Regions from separate parts of the Mus musculus genome. Here region 2 is linked to region 1. A link is a contact called in public HiChIP or PLAC-seq data. All regions are on one chromosome and are shown on one strand. Each heading gives the region's core, a stretch centred on a gene start, on an enhancer-like site or on the middle of the called end of the contact. The rest is flanking DNA. Distances are from core to core; before and after follow the strand shown.

Evidence for each region. HiChIP or PLAC-seq counts read pairs in DNA pulled down with a chosen protein or histone mark.
Region 2: a contact with region 1 is called in an HNF4G HiChIP or PLAC-seq map of pancreatic cancer cells. The contact joins two enhancer-like sites. A contact is called at or near these places in 11 of 115 datasets of contacts at active chromatin or transcription factors (acute myeloid leukemia, bone marrow-derived dendritic cells, embryonic basal ganglia and 7 more) and 3 of 9 other capture datasets (adipose tissue, embryonic stem cells and pancreatic islet).

Annotation. Positions count from the first base shown.
Region 1 is chr2:20,936,164-20,939,066 of GRCm38.p6, reverse strand. The region is part of intron 1 of Arhgap21 (Rho GTPase activating protein 21); the gene reads left to right. Among named protein-coding and RNA genes, the nearest start is that of Arhgap21, 30 kb to the left of the region's middle. Within about 2 kb of position 1,341, at least 53 of the 459 cell types and tissues checked have an H3K27ac peak or open chromatin away from gene starts, as enhancers often do. A contact at or near this core is called in pancreatic cancer cells and pancreatic islet, where this site is marked.
Region 2 is chr2:21,260,059-21,263,127 of GRCm38.p6, reverse strand. No RefSeq gene overlaps it. Among named protein-coding and RNA genes, the nearest start is that of Gm52501, 33 kb to the right of the region's middle. Within about 2 kb of position 1,312, at least 43 of the 459 cell types and tissues checked have an H3K27ac peak or open chromatin away from gene starts, as enhancers often do. A contact at or near this core is called in pancreatic cancer cells and pancreatic islet, where this site is marked.

The DNA of each region.
Region 1 (2,903 bases), core at 92-2,591:
TTTCTCTTGGTTGAAGAAAATTGGGCTCAATAACTCATCAGGCTTCGAGGTAGAAGCCACAAAGGTGCATTCAGAATGTTTAAGAAGTAGCATGTTCAGAGCTGTAGACTAAGTCAGTAATCACAGCAGGGAGGAGAAAGCATGGCTCGGAACACAAGGACAGCAAATCTCTCTTCTATTCATCTTGCTGCACACATCTGTTCCTTTCTCTTCCATCACAGACCACTTTACAACTTTGTCCACTTATGTACCATTGGCCCTGCAGCCACCTCCGCACAACAGTGTCCTTGGCGTTGCCTCTCCTGTGACCCTTCCCTCATCCTTTGGAGCAGATGGAAGCTAAGGTTGGGTCATTCAGGAACAATGTGTTTTATTTCCCTTTTCTTTCATTTCTGGCTTAGGCCTTTGGAACCATTCTGATTGTGCCCCTGTTGTTTTCTGTGATCACCCCCACCCCCACCCCCATTGCTCTGTCACAGGGCTGTATCTTCATTCTTCGTGCTTGCTGTCCTGAAGAGGCAGACTGGAGCTACATTGGTAATGAACTATCCTCTGACTCCTTTGCTGATTCTGTTAGCCCTTGTTTTCTTTTGTGATATATTGTCCTAGTCCTGATGCCCAGTTCCTGAGCCTTCCCTCATGATCGTCTGTAACAGTTCTGACACCTCTGTTTAATATGAAGTCTCATTTTGGCCAGACTTCTTAGCTCTTGCCCAGTGGTGTATGTGAGCCTCCCTCTCCATCACCCTCTCCCTCTCCCATCCCTACAACTACTCTCCACAGCTAACTTGTCATAAGCCAGTGGGGATTGGCAAGGGTCTTTAGTTCTTGGGAAATAAAAGGCCCTTCCTCTTTCTTCTTGGCCTTGTTTCTAGCCTGTATTAGGTGGGGCAGATCACTTGCAGCCCAGAGTGAATTCTCCATTCGTGGGCAGTGCTCTGAGTATTTTACTTGGGATACCATGACTTACTGGGTTTCCCTCTCTTCTGTTCCTAGTCTTGCTCTCCAGGGACTGGCCACCATCCTTTTAAGAGGGTCTTTCTTTAGGCAGATTCACCCTGGCTTGTTGACCCTGGGCTTTGTATGGTACAGAATCATCGTCCGAGCATCTACATGGCTTTCTGGTCTGTTACTTAGTCGTCTGCCCTGTGAACTTAGTCTTTCCTGCCTGGATTCTTGTTCCCTGTGCCCAGGTCTTACAAACTTTGTGTGCTATAAGCAGGGGCAGCCTAGGGCTCATTTCATCTCTTCAAGGGTTCACTGCCTGAGAGATCCCTGCTGATCCCTGTCATAGCCTCATAGTTGCTGTGTGAGCTTGGTAGGTTGTGTGGTACAGTGTTACTTCCTTATTGCTTGAGTAGCTCATTACCTCTCCAACTCAGTGACTAGGAAAATGATTATTGTCTCAGTGTCTTGGTGGGATAGAAATAGAACCAAGCTTCTTGCTTGGCCCTAGTGCTTGGTTTGCCTGGGGAAGGATCTGCTCCTAGGCTCATCCCTGCTCTTCACTTCAGAGGCTATGAAGCTGAGAGCCGTAGTTATTTTTTTTCTTTGTTAAAACTGGTGATTTCATTTTACTTATTTTTAATGTGTGAGCTTGCTTGCATGCATGTATATGAATCACATGCAACGCCTAGTGCCTACAGAGGCCAGAAGAAGATTCTGTCAGATTCCCTGGAACTGGAGTTATGGATGGCTGCGAGCTGTCATGTGGGTGCTAGGAACCAAACCCCGGATCTGGGCAAGAACAGAGAGAACCATCTTTCCAGCCCCTCTTCCCTCCCCTCACACAGACCTTAGTTCTCAAGCTGGCTGCTGGGTGGAAGGCATCTTCAATTTTGTGTTTCGTGCCATGTGATCCTTTCCAGAGCCAGTTCAGTTTTCCACATGGCAGTTTGTTTCATAAAGAAGATGTAAGGGAGAAGCAGAGACTGTGGGCAAGACAAAGGTGGCAGTGTTTTGGACTCTAACCTTGGAAGTGACATTCCATCACTTTATGGAATCTCATTCTTCAGAAGCTAATCAGTAGGTACAGCCCACACTCAAGGGAGGGGTCTGTACATAGAAGGAATGCCAGAGGTGGGGAGAGTGATTAGAGTCCATTGCAGAGGTGGGGAATGTGTTGGAAATCTCTCCCGTATCCCTTGGTTTATGAGGAGGCCCACAGATCCGAATCTGTAGTATTCAGCTCTGGTAGGCAATCACAGGTAACAGACACCAAAGCAAATCAGCAAAGAGGAAAGGAAAGGAGGCTGGGACAAAGGTCAGTGGAAAGCACACACAGCTTCCAGGAGTCCTCCTGTGGTGAAGTCACACAGGATGTGCTTAATTGCTTCAGCAACTGACTGTTAATGGTGCGTGTGTAAAGTGCACCAGAGACACTCATTCAAGGTGAGACTTTTTTTTTTTTAAACTGGAAGCCTTTTGCCTAGAATATACCAAAATTCTAGAATCCTAGAAAGAATGAAGGTGCTTAACGTAGAGTACTGCACCCCACAGGTTAGGCAAAGCAAGCCAGTCTCATCAGCAACCATTGATGGGGACATTCTTCCGATCCAAACAGCATGGCTCCTATAGCCACCTTGAGCCAGCATCTGTGAGGCCTGGTGTGCTGACTCTTCTGAATAAGATGGAGTTGAGTTTCATCTTACCACACATCAAAGTAACCAGTCAAAGTATCTTGTCAAAGCCAGGTGTGGTGGTGCATGCTTGTGATTCTAACTTGTAAGAGACTGAGGCAAGAAGAAAGGTCCATGCTAGACTGTATGTAAACACCTAGACTGTATAGAATAAAATCAATTACCTTAATTTCTTTGAATACAGTGTTAAAAACTCATAGTTGGAATAATGTTACCTAATTTTTATGATTTAGTAGTCTCTTTATGTAAACAAAACAGGTTAAT
Region 2 (3,069 bases), core at 63-2,562, 320 kb before region 1:
ACAGGTCACCGCCTTCCTTGCCCACCGTGACATCAGTTGACATACAGCCTGGATGCACCGCCTCATTGTAATTCTGGTGAGGTGGATGTATTTGTCCCCCTCTCATTGCAGCTGCACATTAAGTCCTGAAAGATGGCCTGTTCTTAGCCAAGTACAGACTGAGAAGCTGGGATAGCCAGCTTTCATCCCAACGAGGTGGGTGTGAGGGAGGTGGTTGGAACTGCAATAGAACATTTACTGGACAGGTGAACCAAGAGTGACAAAAAGGAAAGTGTTTCTCACTTTATGTTTGGCACTTGCTGTAAATTACAAGCCAAGCACAATGGCCACAATGGCAGCAGCGGAGAGGAAGCTGTCTTTCTTCTAAGAAGCGGCTGCTTCGTTTGCATGCCTAGGACTGGAATCCAAGTTACAAGTCAGTGGATTAGGTCCTCTAAGGAGACACATATGAAAATCTGTGCCAGTTTTTCCAATTGTTTGCCTTAGATAAGAAGGAGGGAGTTAGAAAGGCGGGACATAGGCAGATAGAAGGGAAGAAAGGAAGTGGGAAGGAAGTACAGATAGGGAGGGGAAAGGTGGGTGGGAAGGAAGTGGGTGGGAGGGAGGCCAGGCCAGGCCAGGGAGGAGATAGATGGTCCTCCATTTAGCCAAGCTGCTCACCTGGCTATAGACATGGCAAGCACATGAAGAACTCAATAAAAGGCAATAAAAGATATAGGGTGCTGTGGCTAACTGAGGCAATTGACTAAACTATGAGAAAAGACTCTCACACAGACTTTGGACATAGCCTGAAGCAAGCAGCTGGCTTGCTAGTGAAGCCTAAAATCTCTTCAGGTTTTTATTGTTTTCCTAATGCTTTCAATTTTATGAAAAGCGAAAACAATTTTTAGCATGTGTGTGATGTATGTGCATGTGTGAGAGTATGTTTGTGTGTTCCTCCATAGTTTATGTGAGCATTGTCAACTCCATGGCTATTTTATTCTCACACACACACACACACACACACACACACACACACACACACACACACACACACACACGTGAGCTCGCACACCACAACCCCCACTGTGGGTTATTGAATTCATTTTTAAAAAGAAGTTGAGGTGCTTCCCTGAAGGAGAAAATCTTGACTGATGCCTGGTGGCAGAAGCAGACACAGATGGCCTGCTTAAGACAGAAACTTCTGTGAAGTGAGGAAGACACTTTCAAAAACACGGCTCCTATTATTTTCAAAGGGCATTTAAGGACACCACTGATCTTGGCTTCTGGTCTGTGCAGGGCAGCCATCCTGCTGGTCCAGTGTGCAGATCAACCGCTAGAGGGAGACAGGGACCTGAACTTCCACAGCAGTCAGGCTTCCCTACATAGTGGAAGAAGTTTCACTTCATGTCTTTGGAGACTGCTCAATTTCTAGATTGATCCCTCTCTTCAATAGTCACTGAAGGGCCTCTGTGCGTTCACATTACACAGTTAGGGACACCAAATCTGTACACCCAGTAGGGCCAGTCTTGCATTTGAAGTGGTATAGAGAGAAGTCAGGAAGTTTACAAAGCAAACATGCCAGCTTTCCCCTAGGCTCCTATCTCACCTGACTGACAATTTGAGGACAGGCCTGCAGCATCTGTCTCACCTGCTGCCTGGCTTTGGCCACACTGAAGGTTTAAACAAGGGAACGAAGCAAAAGCTCCTTTGCCTTTCAAAACTGTATCTGCTATATGTAGCCAGTTCCCTCAGTTAATGTAACAGAGACACCTCTTGGGTTATCCTCTATCAGCATGCCCCATGGGTACATGAAGAGGTGTTCACTTGGCATTAACTACTAGAGGGAGACCAGATGCTCCCTACCAAGGAAACAGTGAATAAGCTCTGACGACACTCCCGGATGTGTTATGAGGAATCCTTTATCATCACAATCTAATGGTGATTCAGATGACTCGCTGGGTCAGCTACTAAAGCTCTTTTCAACTAGTAAAATCATTTGCCACACAAGTCTGATGATCTGAGTTCAATTCCCAAATCCAACAGTAGGCGAGGACCAAGCTGTCCTCCGATCTCCACATATACACTGTGACACTGGACCCGCACACACGCATACACACAATGATAATTAATTTTCAAAATTAAACACTAAATGAAAACTAGCACATTGGAAAACTAATGATCAAGTTGAGCTAGATCACTTTTGTTTTTTTGAAACAGGATCTTACTGTGTAGTCCAAGCTGATGGAAACTCAGCAGCCTCCTCCCTCTGCATCACTATAGCTGGCTGATCTTCATTAGGTTTTTTGGTTTTTTTTTTTTTTTTTTTTTTTTTTTTTTTTAGTAAAGCTCTATGGGACTGCAGATATGGCTAGGACATGTCTCCAGGAGCACTGGCTGCTTTTCCAGAGGGACCAGGTTCAGTGCCCAGCATCCACAAGGTAGTTCACTGAACCTGTCTTCTGGCCTACTAGGAGACCAGGCACACAGGTCATGAACACACATGCTTTTAGGCAAAGTACTAATATACATAAAATAAAATCATCTTAAAAAAAAAAAAGCAAAGGCTCAAACTCTGAGCTATTGCTAAGAGCTGAACTTTCCTCGTCTTTCTTAATTTTTTACGTTAAAATACATACTCATTTTATAATCAAAACCTGGAATAAACTACTTTTAGGGAAAAAAGAAGGTGCTCCTTTTGTGTGAATGAGTATAAAGGAGATTGTAACCAGTGAGAACAAAGGATGGTTACTAAGGAAGTGCTCTAGCAGGAAGGGTGAGGAGTGTGTGGAGGGGGATGGCGAAGCTAATGCATGCTCACCTCACCTAGCTCCCTGTGCAGTGCCCAGCCAGGCACCGCTCTCCATAATGAAAACTTATCAGGGAGACAGGAGCAGATGACAACCCTCCAGACTACACTGCCTGCCAAGAACAAGCCCTTGGATTCCAGGCCGATTAGAAAGCGAGCACTGAAACCTTTGCTAGGGGGCTTTGCAAGGCAGAGAGAAACAGTTACCATTTTGTGAGGCAGAGAGAAACAGTTACCATTTTGGCAAGTTTTATTTTTATTCTGCTCAGTTCAATTCACAG